Linked DNA regions of Sus scrofa: region 1 is linked to region 2. The links are chromatin contacts, called in public HiChIP or PLAC-seq maps. All regions are on one chromosome and are shown on one strand. Each heading gives the region's core, a stretch centred on a gene start, on an enhancer-like site or on the middle of the called end of the contact. The rest is flanking DNA. Distances are from core to core; before and after follow the strand shown.

Evidence for each region. HiChIP or PLAC-seq counts read pairs in DNA pulled down with a chosen protein or histone mark.
Region 1: a contact with region 2 is called in an H3K27ac HiChIP or PLAC-seq map of alveolar macrophages. The contact joins two enhancer-like sites. A contact is called at or near these places in 1 of 47 Hi-C or Micro-C datasets (fetal heart ventricle) and 1 of 2 datasets of contacts at active chromatin or transcription factors (alveolar macrophages).

The regions. Positions count from the first base shown.
Region 1 is chr16:3,750,135-3,753,912 of Sscrofa11.1, forward strand. It overlaps TRIO (triple functional domain protein), which reads left to right. Exons shown (of 56, transcript XM_021077142.1): 9 at 3,518-3,640. Among named protein-coding and RNA genes, the nearest start is that of TRIO, 61 kb to the left of the region's middle. Within about 2 kb of position 1,992, at least 6 of the 83 cell types and tissues checked have an H3K27ac peak or open chromatin away from gene starts, as enhancers often do.
Region 2 is chr16:3,561,750-3,565,392 of Sscrofa11.1, forward strand. No RefSeq gene overlaps it. Among named protein-coding and RNA genes, the nearest start is that of TRIO, 130 kb to the right of the region's middle. Within about 2 kb of position 2,007, at least 69 of the 83 cell types and tissues checked have an H3K27ac peak or open chromatin away from gene starts, as enhancers often do.

The DNA.
Region 1 (3,778 bases), core at 742-3,241, 190 kb after region 2:
CCACTGATCGAGGCCAGGGTTCAAACCCACAACCTCACGGTTCCTAGTCGAAATTCGTTTCTACTGTGCCACTACGGGAACTCCGGTTATCTGTGTTTTAAGAGTTGGGGGCTCACTTTGAAATGACCTTGACCTTGGGGCTTGGTGGTACCCATTGGAGGGCACTGATGTACGGAGGAACCAGCTCACCTGTGTCCTCTGAGCAGGGAGGAGGCGGCGGCAGCCTTCTGGCCTTACTCCTCTGCCTAGGAACCAAGCAGCCCGCAGGAAGGACCAGCTCCCGCCCTTTTCCTGGAGCCAGCAGAGAGCAAGTCCTGGGCCAACGTGGTTGTTCTTGGGTGGAGGTCACAGCCAGTCAGGGAGGAGCCCCTGATTTGCAAATATTTTATGTTTTAAATGGTAAGATCCCACGAGCTCGTCTTCCAAATGCTCCTTGGACATGTCTAGTCCATTATTCAGGATTCTTTGGCCATCTGGGAAATGTTCTCAGACTTAAGAGAAGCAAAAGCCTTAAGGGGAAGTTTGGTTTTGAATATGAGCTAGATTTCATAATTGTCTGCTACTGTTTTTAAAAAGTGCGTGGAATTTGTACATTGTTCCTTGAATTACTTTCATGTTTGTAGGAAATATAATTTCACCTGGTATTTATAATTCTGTCTAAAGGAACATCTAATAAAAGAAAAATTGTAATCCATTTGTAATCCTGAGTGGTTGGTTCATAATAGCTGTTATTTCCAATGTATGCTTCCTGAAACATTTTTCTTTTGCTTAAAAAACAAATTTTTATTTTTTAAAGAAGGCTATATTTTGCTTCCTCTAGCACTTTCTACAAATAGTGTTTCTTTTAGAAATTGTGCCCTTATTTCAAGTCTGTATTGAGTGATCAGTAATCATCAGGTTTGCTGTTTACCAAACCTTGATTTTTCTTTTTACAGTACTTTTGAGAAATATACAAAACCTACTATAGGCGTAGATTAAAAAAAAAGTCTCCTAGCCCTTTCTGCAGATGTGACATGGACAGAGCATGAGTGCACTTGTTTATCTCTGATCTCTTTTCAGTCTTAATATAGTTGATCTTTGTCTTCTGCCTGGTACTGGCCTCATGCCCAGAGGCACATTCCAATAATTGTATCTGTTCTTTAAGTTGAGATATTTTGAAGTTGCCATTGGGCATTTCTTTAGGAGTGAAATGGGACCTGCATTTTATAATATGTACTGAGAGACTGTCATACCAACAAGTCAGCAGCTAGAAGTCAGGTAGTGCATGTGGCAGTACTACATACTGGTCATACTGAATGCTCTTTCTCTCTTTTTGATCTCAAGGAAGAAAAGTACTAAGTGTGCTATTTAAAATGCAATGGCATACTCATTGCAAAGAGCTTAACATTAGATGGAAAGTGCCACGTTCCAGTTTATGGGTGCCGATGGCATGTGTGCTATGTTCTTGCCACACGGGATGTTGAGGTGCTAGATGTAGATGTAATTGACAGCTCCCAGCGTTCCAGTCCCCCCTGAGCAGCTACGAAGCTGCAGCTCAGAAAGGATAGCCTATGTCTGTGGTGCAGGGAGGCTAACATAAAGGGTAAACAGGGAGCTTTCAGGAGGATGGAGGCTGGGTTGATGGATGGAATACGAAGAGATCCAGTAGGAGTTACTCTGACAGTGCGACCCTGCTGACTAGCCGAATGGTGGTGTTGACAGAGAAGTTCAGGTGTGGACTCTAGTAACAAGGTAAACTTACACCTTTATCCTGAGCCCTCACTGCAAGGCTTGACCTCCGTACCCCGCCCTCACGTGGGCGTGCTCACACACACATACTTACACTCACACTTTTGCTCATTCTGCAAGGACCACTGGAGGTTTGTTCAGGTTCTCAAGCCTTTTTATTTACATGAACTACTGCCTTTGCTCAGCGCTATGCAGAGAGGTCCTTCAGTCAGACCAGAAAGATCACTGATTTGGAGCAGAGAAGGACCAATCCACTTGTCCCTGGATGGCAGGCTCTGGCTTTAACAGTTGCCTCTTGCTGTCTGTCAGCACAGCTGATCTCTCTACAGTGCAGGGAACAAAGGGCGAGGGATTCTTTTTATAGCAACGAACCTCAAATGAAGGCCCCGTTTATTTATTTTTTAATTGAAATAGAGTTGGCATGCAATACTAGGTGAGTGTCAGGTGTACTGTGTTGTGATTCAACATTTGCATACATTATGAAATGATTACCATGATAAATTTAGTATCCACCTCTCCTCAAACAGAGTTATCACAATATTATTGACTATACACCTTATGCTGTAAGTTACACCCCCCAACCCTACTGCCTCTTTCATTTTGCTGTTAGTGGAGTAGTGTGTCTGGTCCACTTCCTAGCTGTCTGGACACTGTCCTAGCTGTGCAGCCTTACTTAGTTCTATAGTTCAAAATCATCTTGATCTCTGAGCTTAGTTACCATGGTTATAAGCTGTAACCTTGCTGTAACCTCGAGGTGGCCTTCAGTAGTTTTGCAGCACATTAACAAATGTCTTCAGATATTTAGATAATAATACCTTTTAGTTTTTAGCTAAAGACATTACTGACTTAGTTTTTTGCTAGTTATCCCGTCTCCATCAGAAAGAGACAAAGTGTGTATTTGATGTAGTGTAAATCTTTTGTTTGATAGTGTTTTGCAATTTTTCAAGTACGGTAGTCAGTGAACTACTCAGTCCCAACTGCGAACATGAAAACATTGGATTTGAGTTCTCTTGTGATGTAGTGGATTAAGGATCCTTGTTGTCACCGAAGCAGCATGGGTTGATGCCCTGGTATGGGTTCGATCCCCGGTCCTGGGAACTTCCACATGCCATGGGTGTGGCATCTCCCCCCACCCCAATAAATAAGAGCATTGGGTTTCCCTGCTTTACTTTTACTCCTTTTCTTTAGTGTGAATTTCAACTAAGAACTTACAAGTAATTAAGTTCATGCAATGCTTAGCTTTCACAACAGCTTAGTTTATAGAATAAATTATCTTCAAAGACTAAGACAGAGGCATTTAAGTGTTTTGTTTTCCTGGGTTTTACTTAAATGTTTTGAGTCTTCTCAAGAGGAGAAAAACATTAACTCTGTAGTTAAACTTGAATTGCCTGCTGTGAAGTTTTGAGCCTTATAATGGTGTTGAATTAACCCGCTCCTCTGTGGCTTGGTAGCCTCTGTCTTATGCAAAACCAGGCAGTTTTGGTGGCCCAGTCATGCCTAAAGTGAGGTGAGATTTAATTTAATCATGATTTCATGCAAGGTTTATACATGGATAGATTTGCACTTTTAAAGTAAGAGCTTAAAATCATGGTGGGAAAGCTGACAGAAGATGTAATTTGTTTTAATTTCAACATGTTAGATTAATGTCCCATTGCTCCCAACTTCCTTTTCTCCTGTGCTTCTTGTTCTTACAGAGTTTTGGTAATAGATGTATCTTCAGAGGATGGCCTAACACACTGAATAAAGCAGGCATTGTTTTTATGGCATCTGTATCTGTATTTCATTACAGGTGCTGGACTGGATTGAGAACCACGGAGAAGCATTTCTGAGCAAACATACAGGTGTGGGAAAGTCTCTCCATCGGGCCAGAGCTTTGCAGAAACGTCATGAAGATTTTGAAGAGGTGGCACAGGTAAAACAATGGCTTTCACTGTTTCCTCCCGCAAATGCCTAAACTTTGAATTAGTTTTAACCCCATCTGAGCCGAGTTAACATTAGCAAGGCGTGTTTGAAGGCGACTCAGAGATGATGCCCAGATTTCAGAGTGAAG
Region 2 (3,643 bases), core at 757-3,256:
AATCTCACAGTTCCTAGTTGGATTCGTTTCCACTGTGCCACCGAAGGAACTCCAAAATTTTTTTTTTTAATTTTATTTTAGAATAGATTCTGATTTACAGAAAAGTTGTGAAGATGGTACAGCATCCTCATATTCTCTACATCCAATTTTTCCATATTCCTCACAATTTATGAATCAGTGTTTGAACATTATTATTAAAGTCCACATAGTACTCATATTTTCTTCTTTTTATTTTTTTACCTAATGTCCTTTTTTGATCCCAGAATCCAAAGAATACTTCATTACATTTAGTTGTCACGTTTTCTTGAGCTTCTCTTGGCTGTGACAGTTTTTCAGACTTTCCTTATTTTTGTTGACCTTAATAGTCTAGGGGAATACTGGTCACGTCCTTTCTAGAAATGTTCCTCAACTGGGATGTCTGGTGTTTCTCTCATGATTAGAAGGTATTTTGGGGAGGAAGATCACAGAGGTAAGGTGTCATTTTCACTAAATCATACTGAAGGTACATACCATCCACATGATTTATCACTGTTGTTAACCTTGATCACGTGGCTGAAGCAGTGCTCGTCTGTCTTCTCCCTCTTTCCATTTTGTACTCTGGGAGGAAGTCACTAGGGTGTGGCTCATAGTTAAGGAGAGGGGACTTCTAGCCCATCTCTTTGAAATTCCAAATGATTTGGAATTCTGCATTGGAATGTCTCTTCTCTCTTCATGCTCAATGACTTATTCAGTCACTGAATTATATCAGATTCATGGATATTTATTTTATAGTTTGGGAATAACTGGAATAACCAAGCATTGCCTTATTTATTTTGCCGCTCACATTGTTCTAGCTTTGGTCACTGGGAGCTTTCAATTGGTTCCTTTGTCCTTTTGACAGACCTTCCCTTCCCCATCATTGCTCTGGTTGTTAGTTAAAAAAAATTTTTTTGAGCACTTCCTTACCTTCTGGCACAAGATGCTCCATGCTCTCTTGTACATTTTCTGCCCCAGTCCTAGAGTCAGCCATTTCCCTGAGGAGCCTGGGTTCCTTTTATTGAAGAATGATGTTAATAACAAGATCTGAGTGTCAGGTGTGTATCCTGCTATAGGAGTATTATTTCTAAGCCCACTTAGCTGACAGAGCAAGGAAACATATGTAGATATACACATATCTGTAAGTCTTTTTATATATCCATCTGTGTCTATATTAAGCTAAACATGAGTTCATACTCATGTGTCCAACCCTGTACCAGATAGATCATTCTAGCCTTCCTCATTTACAATGAAAAACCTGGTATCCACCACCCGCCATTCATGTACTTAATTGTTCATTTCTAATATACATGTACAGTGGTTTCATCCACCATTTTTTTTTTTTTTAACAGTCTTGTTTCGGGCTCTCCTTGCTTTTGGCAGCATTGGATCCTTTAACCTCTGACACCCATACCTTCTGGCCACTTCGCTTGCAGCCACCTCAGAGGCGGTTTGTACTTGAATATTTGTCAGATGCTGGCTTGACACGGATCTGCCGTAAAGCTGAATGTCATCTACCCCTAATTTCCTTTGGTCTCTTCAGCCACTATCACCTTCCCTATTCTCTCCATTTCGGTGAAGTAGGGACTGAGGAGCCAGAGTCCGGAATGTCATGTTACAGGCGAGCAGACGTCCTCCAAGAGTTCAGAGGCTTGTCCTCCTCGCTCCGGGACTGGAGTATATACACGCCGTTTTCATGCTCTCTCTCTTCATTCCACAACTACTATGGAACCCCGACTACGTGCCAGTGCCCGCGCTGCGCCATCGAGAAACACGCCGGCCTTGTGCCGGAGTCAGCCGAACCCGCGGGCGAGATAAACAGCTCGAGTGCTCGGAGGTCGGTCTCACGCAGCAGGAGAGAGCGCCCGGCTGGGGGCGCAACGCCGGGCCTGGAAACCGCCTCCGCTGGTTAGAGCGTTCCGGCACCTCCCCAGGGTTGCAGCTGCCGGAGCAGGAGAGGGACCAGGCGGAACGCTTGAGCTCTCTCAGCTCCCGGCACCGGGTGCGGCCCCGCCCCTCCTGCCAGGCCCGGCCCACTGCAGGCCCCGCCCACCCGCCGAGCCCAAGCTCGGGCCCCTGACGATTCTCGCCGGAAATTCCCGAAGCCCCTCTTTTTTTCCTTCCTCTCCTTTCCCTGCTCTCCCTTTTCCTTTCACCCGGGTTCCCTCAGCCGTGATTTCCCCCCTCCCCCTCCTTCCTTCCCCATTTGAAATCAAGATGGAGGCTCGCGGCTGCCGCCGGCGCCCGTGATCCCGGAGCTCCCGCCGGCCACGGGCCCCCGCCCTCGAGATTGCGTGTTCAGCGCGGCGCGCGTTACTGCCCGCGCTCCGGCCGGCGCCGCCGAGGCCGTGGCTCCGCGCCCTCGCCCCACCGCCGGCTCGCGGCTCCCGGGCGGAGTCCTCGTCTATGTGGGCGCGCTCCTCAGGCCGAGCCGCCGCCGCCGCCGCCGCCGCCCGCCGCCGCCGCCGCCCCGGGGCTCTGCGTCCACGCGCCGGGCCGGGGCAGCTGGGCGATCGGCGCCGCCAGGCCGGGCGCGGAGCGGGCGGCGCGCGGCGCTAGGGACGCGGGGCCCGAGCCGGGCGCGGCCGCGGGCGCTGCCGCAGCCATGAGCGGCAGCAGCAGCGGCGGCGCTGCCGCCCCCGCCGCGTCCTCCGGCCCCGCCGCCACGGCCAGCGCGGCGGGCTCGGGCTGCGGGGGCGGCGCCGGCGAAGGGGCAGAAGAGGCGGCCAAGGACCTGGCCGACATCGCGGCCTTCTTCCGATCCGGTGAGTGCAACTGTTGCCGCTGCCCGCGCGCTCCGCCACCCCTGCCGTGGAGGCGCGGTCCGCGGGCCCCGGCGCGCCCGGTGTTCGCCTGTCGTTCGGTCCCGGCGCGCGCTCGCCAGGCCACTGCCCGGCGCCGGGGCTCCCGGCCCCAAACCCGCGGGTCCGGCACCCCACGCTGCCCCAAGCGCCGCTGTTAGACCCAGGCACCGCCGGCTCGCCTTTCCTGCGCCCGCCCCTCGTTCCAGGGCAAAATCTCACCGTCGCCCGCCCCGGCGGCTACAGTTCTTCGGGTTGGGGCGCCGGCTCTTTGTTTCTTTCGCGGGAGGGCCGAGGAGGCGGCGGCGGGGACGGCGAGGGCGGAGGCCCCTGCCCCGAAGGCCGGCCGGACGGGGGCGGAGGGGCCAGGCCGGGAAAAGCGGGCTCTACTCTGGGTCGGTCTCCGTGGCCGATTTGTACCTGGCCCCTCCCCAGTCCCTTATGCAGCGGGTTTCTTCGCCCGGTACTCTAGCCTGTCACCTCCCCAGCCTCGATCTACACTTCTGTGAAACGGGCAGCCATAATATCTGCCGCCCAGGGAAGGGGGGAGGTGGCGGCAGAAAATGAAGCGCGGCCGGCCGGGCGGTGGGTGAGCCATTGTCTTCGGGGGCGGCTCGGAAGGGGCATCTGGGAACGTCGTGGCCCCAGGGGGCGGCGCGGGGCCGGGCACTCCTGGGGCACTGCCTACGAGGGAGTGCCAGGTGGCCCGGTGTCTCTTGGGCGAGGAGGGGGTGGCCACGGGAAAGGCCAGCTTTGCCTCGGGTCCGTGGGGAGGAGGCGCGGGAGGCGTGACAGGGCGTCCCCCGGACCCAGGCGGCGGCGCCTCC